2 separate regions of the Mus musculus genome follow, and region 2 is linked to region 1. The links are chromatin contacts, called in public Hi-C maps. All regions are on one chromosome and are shown on one strand. The core of a region is the stretch at or near the end of the contact, and the rest is flanking DNA. Distances in the headings are between cores, read along the strand shown. Region 1 has its middle 5.4 kb from the start of Gm6749. Region 2 has its middle 12 kb from the start of 1700054K19Rik.

Region 1 (5,757 bases), core at 862-3,361:
AAGTGAGTTCCACGACAACCAGGGCCATACAGAGAAACCCTGTCTTGGAAAAAAGAGAGAAAGAAAGAGAGAGAGAGAGAGAGAGAGAGAGAGAGGGAGGGAGGGAGGGAGGGAGGGAGGGAGGAAGGAAGGAAGGAAGGAAGGAAGGAAGGAAGGAAGGAAGAGAAAGAAAGAAAGAAAGAAAGAAAGAAAGAAAGAAAGAAAGAAAGAAAGAAAGAAAGAAAGAAAGAAGGAAGTAACTAAGGTGTAGTGTTTGCTTGTTTGTTTGTTTATACAAAGGCATAATTACATCACCATATTCCCACTTGTGTTAGGAATACCTGGTACATAATAGTACTTAGTATTTGTTGAATAACTGAGTCTGAAGTAGCAAACTACCTTTCACCTATTAATAACACATAGGCTAGGCAACAAGATAACATTAGAGAGTAAAATAAATAAATAACCATTTATGAGTACACCTAATAGATGCTTAATAGATGCTCACTGTCCACACACACAGGAGAGCGGGGAACAGCTCCCATCCTTGCTCCTGTAAGCTTAAGGCTGGAAATTCCCCTTTATCACAAAGGATGGGTTCCAAACCCCCCAGGAGTGCCTTAAATCGTAGACGGTACTACTGATCCCCATATATGCTCTTATCTTCCTATTGATACCTATGATAGTTTATCTTCTAAATTAGGAAAAGTTAGAAGAAATTAGCAGTGATAGTAAAAACAAGACAATCACAACAACGTTCTATAATAAACATAAAACTTACTACTTGCTTATTTTTAGAATTTTCCATTTAGTATTTTTGGTCTTCAATTGACCATAGGAAATTGAAAACTGGGATATGGAAACTGCAGACAACAGGGACATAACAAATAGATCTCAAGGTATGTCACACCTGGTACAGAGGAAGGGACCCCGACCCTCACATTGGGAAAGCTGCATCTTTATTGGGACTCACCGAGCCAGCTCTTTACTGCACAGGGGGGCCAGGGTCTGATCTCCAAGAGTTTCACGTGTAGTATGTTTGGAGTGTGGCCCTTAAATATGCACAGCTGACCAGTTCCCAAGTGGTGTGGCTGCTATTTCAGAAGCCACATTTGTAAGAAACAAGTTCTCCTGGGGAGACTGCCTCTTTCTACAGTTTTTCCCATGCTAATGCAACAGCTACTGAACAGCAGAGTCCATAGGGATGGAAAGCAGGTAGCCACTTTTGCAATCCTTGTTAAATCAGTCCCCGAAGGATTTGAGGGCCAGACAGGGCAATAGTCTCCCAGCAAACTCTCAGTGCTGTGATCCACTGAGGGATCTTGGACCACCTGAGAAAGGAGTGCTGTTCAGGGGGCCAGTGGGCAATAAGAAAACCAATAACAACAAAGTTTTCATGGCCTCAAGAAAAGGCTTCTAAATATAACTGTAGGTTTTTAGGCTTCTACTTTTAAATGCTATCCAACTGTGGAAAAAGGTCATTTTCTCCCATGGCCTTAAAGACATCCTGTGTTTCAGACTCCTCTGAAAGGTGGAGTCTGATTTCCTGCTGTCGGAAATGGTTTAGCAGCCACTCCCAGGGATTCATATTCAAGTCTGAGGACCACTGTCCAGTAGCAAAGCCATAAAGAGATCACAAAGGAGAACTCTGATGTAGTCTCAGAACTACGAGCTGTAGCTGAAAAGAGAGTAGATGGGAGGAGGAGGAGGAGGAGGGGGAGGGGGGAGGAGGAGGAGAGGGAGGAGGAGGAGGGGGAGGAGGGGAAGGGGGAGGGGAGGGGGAGGGGAGGGGGAGGATGAGGAGGGGAAGGGGGAGGGGAGGGGGAGGGGAGGGGGAGGGGGGAGGAGGATTTGCTAAGCATATCCATCTTTTGTCGTCCAAGCCTCTGAACATCACTGACTGAACCACCTCCCAAAACCTATGTGACAGGCTGAAAATCAGGAGACCTGGGAAGAATACTAATTTGGAGAAGAGTCTGGCTTCAGTCCCACAACTGTTGATGACGGCTCCTGTCTTCTGCTTATATAGCTCATGGAAACTGAAAACAGACAGGAAGCAGTAGGAGGGTCTAGGAAGTAGAGAAGCCGCTGGTGGTGATAGGTGACAAGAAAGAGAGGCTCAGAAAGCCCCGAGGGGAACCTCCCAATCTGGCATTGTTCTTGATTGCGTGTGGAGACAGGGGCAGCCTTCTAAGCTTTGTCTCATATCCTTGTCCAGCTGAAAACAATGTCACAAACGAAAAGGAAACCACCCACCTGAACACCGAGAAAACCCTGGTGTGCTTTCCAGAGAACGAGTCTCCGTTTCTCCTTTCCCATTCTTATTGCTGGTGCTGAACTATTGCCATCTAACTAAGCAGTGTGTGGCCCTTCCCTACACCTCAGGATTACTCTCTGGAAAATGAAAATGCTGAGCACAGGATACTGTATTAGCCAGGTCACACACATTTAAGACCTGCGACTCGACAACTAAGACCCCCACACAGATGTGATGTTCTCATTACGACCACCACCCCTCATTGCAGTCAGCACACACACCAGGACTTTAACACAAGCTTCCAAAGGACCATGAGATCATATTTTATACTATGTTTTTTTTCTTGTTTTTTTTTTTCTGAGACAGGGTCTGTGCTATATTTAAAAATACTAGATTGGTTTTGTTTTTTGTTTGTTTGGGGTTTGGGAACAGTTATTTTTTTTTCACCTCCTGGGCTGTTCTAACTCTATTTTCCGCAGGCACCACTAGAAAAAGCAAAGCAATAGTGGTCTCTTGTGGAAATGAACAGTATTTGCAACTATATTTATAACCTAACACTGAAACACAGGATGTCTTTAAGGCCATGGGAGAAAATGACCCTTTTCCACAGTTGGATAGCATTTAAAAGTAGAGGCCTAAAAACCTACAGTTATATTTAGAAGCCTTTTCTTGAGGCCATGAAAACTATGTTGTTATTGGTTTTCTTATTGCCCACTGGCCCCCTGAACAGCACTTCTCTAATTCCCAGGAACAGTCTGAGGCAAGTTCAAGAGACTCTGAGATTCCGTGATCCAGCAAGTCCCGATGGCACTGTAGAAGCAAATAGCTACATTTTCATTAAAAGCTCTTTTCATGAGGGAGCTACAAAAATTAAACCCTTTCTACCCAGAGACCCACTCAGAAGTGTTCTAGTAACCTATTGGCAACTGTTCTTCTTTGTTTGTGGCCCCGGAAGGCAAAGAGTAAGGGTACACTAGAACCAACAGGGTTGGACGAATCACAAATACCTGGTGAGTTTCTCCAAGGGATGATGTGCATGTGCCCTGCCCCATAACCTGATGGATGTTGTGGGCATTGTTTGCACTGCACCAGAACAAACTAAATCTCTGACTTATATTTCACAACTTGGGAAAGCAGATATCATTAGCGTGTTAAAATGCACTTAATGAGATTTAGCATTCACACTGTCTTCAACTCACAACTCCAGCTGCCAAAACAGATTATCAGCTTGGGAGTTTACGGGACGAGCTTCATTTTCTCACAGTTCTGGAGGCTACAAGCCCCTGGACTAGTGCATCGCCTGGTTCTGGGGAGAGTGGTTTCCCCTTTGCATCTTGGCAGCTTCCCGTTTTTAAATGACAAAGCGGCAGATGTAGGTGACTCTTCCTCAGGAAAACACGAATCCCATCATGAGGGATCCTTCTGCCTTCATTAATTTAATCAACTCCCAAAGGCCCCACATCCTAATCCCATACTCAGGCCTGAATTTCAACAGGGGAATGGGAAAGAAGGGGCCTAAATCTTCAGTCCCTAACACAGAGAGACTGCTATGCAAGCTGTGCAAAACTGTCACCAGTATTTGCCTTAAAAGGCCTCTATGTGTTACTCCATGATCAATCACATCTGATGAAAGAAATAAAAGGAAAAAGACCTTGTTTTGAGAATCCGTAGATAAAGTGGCTTTAGAACCAACGCTGGTAGCCATCAGCTGGAAGCCGAATGAATGGGAGCTGGACAGAGATTTCACAAGATGACCCTTCTGCCAGGGTGACTTCCGGGTGCCTACAACCAGTGTCCTCACGGGGGCTTCCAATGGTGTCAGCCAATGGTCTGAGTCCAAAGAATCACTCTAGAACTGTTAGCCAGACCCTGACCCAGGTCGGACCCTGGTTCTTCAGATGATAAGTACAAATTCAATATACTGTAAATAAAGACATACGCATGTAAGTTTTACTTACAGGTTCTGGGCAAGGAGGGCTTCAAGTGTATTCAGTTCTCCTGTGAACGTGGGGTGAGGCAGAAATGAAGCTGTTCCAACAGACAGGAAGTCTGGGTGTATAGAAGCAACCCTTCTCCAGGATTGCTGACAGACAGGGTTCCTTGCTTGTGTAGCAGTTTGAGAGAAGTCGTGGACGGGAAGTGGGGGGCCTGGATGCTAGGCTTAGAGCTGCCTCCACATTCTTTTCATTTTTATTGCTGAAATACGATATTTTCAGTTTCTCAGCCTCATAATAATATCAGGTATGGGTTCAGTCTCATGAAGCAGGTCCTTAATCCAACATAAAAATTGTTTTGTTACTGTGTTGATTAATTTTATGTCAACTTGACAGGAACGACAGTTGTTTGGGAAGAGGGACTCTCAGTTGAGAAAATGCCTTTATAGCATTTACCTGTGGCAAGTCTATAAGTGCATTAATGGTTGATGAAGTGGAGGGTCAGACCACAGGAGGAGCTGACACCATAGGCAGGTGGGCCAGGTAGTATAAGAAAGCAGTCTGAACAAGCCAGAAGAAGCAATCAAACAGACTGGAGAGATGGCTCAGGGGTTAAGAACATTGACTGTTCTTTTGAAGGTCCTGAGTTCAAATTCCAGCAACTAACTATATGGTGGCTCACAAACATCCATAATGAGATCTGGCACCCCCTTCTGGTGTGTCTGAAGACAGCTACTTAGATGTAATAATTAATAAACCTTTAGGCTGGAGCGAACAGGGCTGGGGCAAGCAGAGGTCCTGAATTCAAATTCCCAGCAACCACATGATGGCTCACAACCATTAGTACAGCTACAGTGTACCCATATACATTAGATAGATAGATAAATAAATAAATAAATAAATAAATATTTTAAAAAAAAGAAAAGAAGATGAAGAAGAAGAAGAAGCAATCAAACCAGCAATACTCCTCCATGGGCTGTCCTTCAGTTCTTGTCTCCTGGTTTCTGCCTTGAGTTTCTGCCATGACTCCTCCCAGTGATGAAATGCGACCTGATAGTTGTAAGCTGAAATAAGTCCGTTCCTCCCCCGGGATCTTTTGATCATGGTGTTTTGTCACATCAGTAGAAGCCCTTACTTAGGGCAGTTACTGCCATAACATTTGTGCTACTATTGCATCGTGGGCATATTGTATTAGAGCTCTCAGGGTGTGGATCCACGTCTGCTGGGCACTGCCTCTTGGGGAGACCAAATGCAAGGAGTTTGACTGAATTTATTCCACGCCACCACCTAGGATGGTGCCAGATTGTAGGAAGCACCAAGACACCGCTCTGGGGGTGGGAAAGCACAGTCTGAGATTCAGGAAGCTGGAGCTGGTTCAGGGGTTCCCCGAGGCGTGTGACAAGGCCGGGCTGTGGGGTTCTCAGACTCTTGGACGTCCAGATACTACTGGGAATCATGGAAGAGCTGAGAACAGAGTTGGGGGAGAGGGAAGCCCATGAGCTGGGGCCAGCATCTAGACTGGGCAGGAGAAAGGGGAGCTCCAGCTTGTCCCAGCAGTGATTGTCCTTTGCTTGGTGACAGGCTGGG
Region 2 (6,022 bases), core at 3,271-5,770, 3.3 Mb before region 1:
GGATGGGTTCTACCATAGGCACTTTCCCAGTGCTATAGAAAGTTCTAAACACAGTGCTTGCCGCCCAAGTTAGTGCTTACATGCACAGACACTGCAATCAAGTCCTGGAATACCATCGACGAGCTGGGTTACTTCTGACAGTAACCGGGCATCTCTGTGCTTCATTTCCTTATAGGTAAGATGTGGCTATGGAACAAAGCACAGCTGAGTCTCTATTCAGGAAACTGGAAGTCTGAAATACTTCAAAGATATTTTTATCACCAGCGGAGCACCAGAGATCCATGTCCCAGGAGTCACTATGCCTTGCTTTACTTAACAGATGATGAGAACAAATTGATATTAAATAGTGGAAATTAAAGGCTAAGGTATGCTTTTCCCCCATCAATAAAAATGTTCTCATTTTAGGCAAAGAGCAACAGCAGCAGCAGCAGCAGTAGCAACACTACCACCACCACCACACTACATTTTGGTTTGAATGAGAAGTGTCCTCCATGGGTTCAGGTACTTGAACACTCTATGCCTAGTTAGTGGTGTGATTTGGGGAGAGCTTGGGCCTTGTTGAAAGAAGTATTTCAATGGGGACTGGCTTAGGAGTTAGCCTCATTTAACCTGACTTCCAGGTCACTGTATCTGCTCCATGCTTGTGGTTAAAGATGTGATCTGCTTCAGGTCCAGCTGCCATGTCTCCTCTGTCATTTTGGACTTTCCCCCTGGAAATGTAATCTCAAAAATATTTATTTATTTATTTATTTATTTATTTATTTATTTATTTATTTAATCTTCTTTAAATTGCATAAATTGCATTGGTCAGGGCATTTTTAATTTCAACAATGGGAAGTAGTGAATATAGGATAGTTTTTGTTTTGTGCAGAGCTGTGTCTTCCTTGCTGAATTTATATGACAGGTTGGATAGGATAGGCTTCCTTTGGGTGGTTTGGGCCACCATTCCTGATGTGAGGTGCTCAGGGAATAGTTGTCACAGGCTGGAATGAACCACTAGCTCACTGCAGGCCCGAACATGGCAGTGTTGAGAAAACTAGATGAAGAGGGCGAGGAGTCTTAGACCTGCTTTTAAATCCACTGGAAACTGTCAGAGGCCAGAAAGATGTTTGCAGCACAAATCAGACTTCAGTTCTGCCTTACCATCACCTTCAGAAGCCTCATTCCCCAGCCTGAACTCCCAGCCCAGGGCATATTCCTTCCCAGGTGGCTCCCAGCCCAGCTCAGGATGCTTCTCAGTGACTTCTGGGCTGTTTCCCGGCCGGCTGTCCATGTGAGGTGTCCCTGTGGACCCCAGCCCTTCCTTTCCTGTCCCACCCCCTCTTACAGCTGCGGTGGCTGGTTTAGGCAGTCCCAGGTTGGTAGTCAGTTGGCTGTGATCCTGAGATTCTCTTAGGTGACCACAATGGCCGCTTGTTATAATGGCAAAGCAAACAGAGTAGATTAGAGGCTTGCAGGTCCATGGCGCATCGAGAAGAGCTTCGTCTATCCATGGGAACTCAGGGAAAATGTTGTCTGGTGGACTAGACAAAACTATTAGGAAGTATGACAAAGATGCTGAAGGTGACAGTTGCAACTGCTTTGCTGGGTGCTCTCTACTGTTCTTCCTAGAAACCTATTGTCCCCACTTTTCAGGCAAAGAAACTGAGGCTCAGGGGATCTGTGACATGGCCTTTCTGCACTTAAGATGCATCTGTTCATTTTGAATGTGAAGTTACAAGGTTAATGCTGGTGTCAGTGGGGGTAGAGAAAGGGAAGAGATGCAGGAGACAGCAGGCAGTACCAGTGTTACCAAGACGACGGGAGAGATGGCTCAGAAGGCAGAGATGCTAGGCACTGGAGCCTGAGGTCCCGAGTCCCATTTCTAAAACCCACATGGAAAGCCAGGCATGGTGTCCCATGTCTGTCTGTGATATCAGCACACCCACTGAGAGATGGGAGGCAGAGACAGACACAGCACGTGGAAGCTTTCAGACCAGACAGTATGGAGTTCACAGTGCAGCTTCAGAAACACAGAGAGAACCCCCCCCCCACACACACACACACAAACGATCTGGTGACTCCTTCTGTTCATCAGAAGGGGTGGGAAATTCTACCTGGCTTAGTCTGGGAGAGCCACACCCATCTATGGAGTCATAAAAGAAGACCCAGAAAATGTGGGAAGGTCTGTCTTAGTCTTCCTGATGCTGTCCTGGTCCCCACAACCTTCTGAGGTGGGAGAGCTGGTTTCTCCTGGGACTTCTGAGATTTAGAGGACCGTGGAGCTTGGTCTGAGCCCACCTATCCACTTGCCAATCTCTAGGTAGTTCTGTCACCCTTGAGGGTCCTAGAGCATACACACAGTTGGCTCAATGTTATCCCTGGGTTGTTGAGTGACCCCCAACCCCACCAGTCACCGTAGTCAGAGCTCCAGGCTCCTCTGAGAAGCAGACCTTCATAGCCAACCAGGGGCAGGGAATCCTGAAGAATCTTCTGGCCCAAGGGGCTTATTAGTCCTGAGGACCAAGGGCTGTCGCAACCCTTGCCTGTCACAACCTGTCCGTGAGCAGAAGAGGAATGGAATCTTCAAGTTTTATTCAGAGGGCCTTGATTTGAGAAAGCAGTGGATCAGCACACTCAAACTGTGTTCTCTCATCTCCAGTCTGCAGGCTTTATGGAGACAGAGGAAACAAAGACAGGCAGTGTATTCGGGAACACAGGTTTGCTCCTCTGGTCAAGTGATCAGGCATTGGCATCTATGCCTCATTAGCATTCCCTGTGGTCGTCTCTCATTCTTTGGTTGTCTGGGATGTGGTACTTTCTGGAATACAGTCCACTCGCTGTCAACACTCTGCTCCTAATGTCAACTGGGCTGGAAGATAACTCAGAAACAGCCAGTCATTAACAGGGCTGGGTTAGCGTTCTCCAGAGGAACAGGACAAATAGGTTGGACTCATATTTAATGAATATTTATTAGCTTGGTCTAGGGAGTCTAACCATGACCACTTCACACTGGGACAGGCTGGGAACTCAATATTTGGTCTATGAAGTCCATGAAGAGTCTCCGATGTTCTAATCTGGCCCTGAAGTCCCGAAGGACTCCCGGAGAGCCATTGGTCTTCAGTCTATATTGGAAGCCTGAAGCTGGGTCTGAACATCAGTGAAAGAATGTAGTAGTAACAGCAGCAGGACGGATGGACTCACCAGCAAGAGTGGAAGCAAGCAGGCATAAGCCGGAACCCTTTAGTCTGTCACAGTTGTCTCGATTGCCACTGGAAGGCAGCACCTCAGTTACTATGGGTCTTCTTACTTCAGATAACCTTATGGAGAAAATTCCTTCGTTAACATGCCCAGCAGGGCACCTTTTAGTTCCATACTCAGGTAAATTGACAACCAGGACTAACCCTCATAAGTGTGTGCATGCTACAATGTTAATGGCATGTTGGCAAATTCCTCCCCAACAGGGGCACAAAGAACCAGATCCCTGTCTATCCTTCCACCCCTAGAAATGCATAGACTTTCCAGTTGCTATGCTCTGTGTTACTCTGTTATGCTACATAACATCTCTCCGGTACACTTAGTTTTAAACTCCATCCCATTCTCCCAGAGCTGGGTTCTACCGTGTGGGTGTCCCCTGAGAGGTCTCTGTATAGGTGTGAATCACAGATATGTGCTGCTGTAGCTCTCTTTATGGATATTTCCATGACAGCTGGGCTTTCTCACTTTCCACAAGAGCTGGTGACTGGTCCCAGCGGTTCCCTGGTGGATCCTGTCTGTGGCTCTTTCTGACTTGAAGAGCATGAAGCTAAAGCCTCATTGTTCCCCTGTGACCTGACTCGGAGGCATCACTAGGATGGAAATCATTCTGTCGACATTGGGCTGGGAAATGTATTCCGCACCACTGGACTGATACCAGATGATGCCATAGATGTTTTTATAAACTCTTAGCGAAAAAGTGACAGACCATAAACTGGCTGGTGCCCTTTTAAGAAAATCCCTAACCAACAAGCAGAAAGAAAGAAAGAAAGAAAGAAAGAAAGAAAGAAAGAAAGAAAGAAAGAAAGAAAGAAAGAAAGAAAGAAAGAAAGAAAGGGAAAGAGGGAGGGAGGGAGGGAGGGAGGAAGGGAGAGGGAGGGAGGGAGAGAGAGAGAGAGAGAGAGAGAGAGAGAGAGAGAGAGAGAGAGAGAGAGAGAGCTCTACAAAAAAGAAAAAAATATTATGGGAAGGCAGTACCAGAGTTTCCCCACAATGTAGAGTTTGCTTCCTAAAGACAGGGGATTTGATATAGGCTTTTACAGAATCACATTGCTTCCGGCTTCTCTGGCTTCTCTACTAAAGCTAGCAAACGTTGGCTTGGCAGACTTCAGGAGCTCCGTAGAGTGCATTCATTTTTCCATTGAACACTCAGGAAGTGCTGCCCGAGCCACCCTGGATGAGGGGAATCAGCAGATGTGTCCTCCTGTCTCCTCAGCCTACAGCTGCCAAGTTGTAAGCAGGACACACCCAGTGTCAGAAGCTGTTTCCACGTATAGCGTCTCTCCAGCGCCCTCTACTGTCAAAGCGGCACCGCATCCGCTTCAGACTAGAACGTCACAAGGTGCGGGCAAAGCAGGGTGGATTTGCAATTGGCAGAAAAGACGTATACTACCCAGGGGCAGAGCTTTGTACTGTATTCGGGGCCATTTCTGTAGTATCTCACGGTGCGCTCAGTGGATATAACATTAACGTTAACATGATGATTGAATGAATAGATTTTTTTTTCCCAGTAGCCGGATTAGAGAGCTCAATTTCCTCAGGTTTAAAATTATCTACACAATCCCCAGCGATATTTCTTACTCCCCGAATCCCATCTTTCCACTAAAATTAAACGTAATGGAATTATCCCATTATATCTTCTCAACTCTTATACAACTGATCAATTTGATAAGAATCCATTCAAGAGTAGAGCAATTTGGTGGAAAAAAAATAATTAAAACTGTTAGAATTGATCAGGTGAGCCACTGAATGTGGGTGCTGGGGTAAGTGGGTGTTTTGCATGATAAAGAGCTTATTTATAATATTAAATGAATCAAGCAAATTACTAAATAGTTCCAATGCTGTAAAATTGTCTTACGTACACACAATCTAAGAAATGAAAAGTTCCCGTATTAAGACAGTGGGTCAAACTATCATCTCTACCACAGGGAGTTTTTGTATTGATAGTTTGGTTAGGTGATGAGGGGTGGGGAGAAATGGGAGAAGAAATTTCAAATTTCAGCCCCTTTGATCCTATTTTAAAATAATTATTTATTTTCATCCTTTAAAATTAAAAAAATATAGTGTGTTAGATACTGCTGTGACATTTTCAAACAAAGTGTGCGTTGTGGCTCTCCATTCCCTATGCCTCCACTTGATTTGCCCCCTGACCCCTCAGTATAACCCCTTCCCCAACCCTTCATTCCTCTCTTGTGTCCTTTTACCATCCCCCATCCTTCCTTATCATCTTAATCACCCTTCTCTTGGTCTTCTTTATAAAATTGTAGACTACCTCTGCCCCCAACTTGTTGGCTAGGGTCTACATATGTTCTTTGTGTTTGTGAGTTTGAGTTGAGTTTTTCTCATGAAGACCATGAGTCCACCAAACAATGGGTAGAAGAGAGGGGAACTCACAACCATCTCTCGATACTCATGATCTGAGGCTTTTCAGAACCATTACTTAACACGGCACAGCATCTATATATAGCCTCTGTAATTCTTCCATGTACCTCAGACATCTGTAGATTAATTATACACGTAATGGAGTAAGCATGCTGTGAACCAAACTGAAGTTCCCAGAGAGAAAACCCAAACCTATGCTAAGGATTTACAAGGGCTGATTAGAACATCATGATTATGGAGAGTTGTGATGTTGCAGGTCATCTTGAGATATCATGAATACCTTTAGTAACCTACCTGATGTTCCCACCAACACATTAGGGTAATATCTTGATTTATGACTTTCTTTTGTCCTGTGGGTAGAGAACGTCATGTAACTACTGTGACAGTGGAACATGTTGCTTGGGAC

The links. A called contact is a pair of places that touch in the nucleus more often than the background predicts.
Region 2: a Hi-C map of cerebral cortex shows a contact between it and region 1, with 3 times the contacts expected there. The contact joins two enhancer-like sites. A contact is called at or near these places in 1 of 39 promoter capture datasets (hippocampal neurons) and 11 of 484 Hi-C or Micro-C datasets (B cells, the Ba/F3 cell line, cerebellum and 3 more).

The regions. Positions count from the first base shown.
Region 1 is chr6:108,872,510-108,878,266 of GRCm38.p6, reverse strand. No RefSeq gene overlaps it. Among named protein-coding and RNA genes, the nearest start is that of Gm6749, 5.4 kb to the left of the region's middle. Within about 2 kb of position 2,111, at least 93 of the 459 cell types and tissues checked have an H3K27ac peak or open chromatin away from gene starts, as enhancers often do. A contact at or near this core is called in cerebral cortex and cortical neurons, where this site is marked.
Region 2 is chr6:112,196,174-112,202,195 of GRCm38.p6, reverse strand. No RefSeq gene overlaps it. Among named protein-coding and RNA genes, the nearest start is that of 1700054K19Rik, 12 kb to the left of the region's middle. Within about 2 kb of position 4,520, at least 21 of the 459 cell types and tissues checked have an H3K27ac peak or open chromatin away from gene starts, as enhancers often do. A contact at or near this core is called in cerebral cortex and cortical neurons, where this site is marked.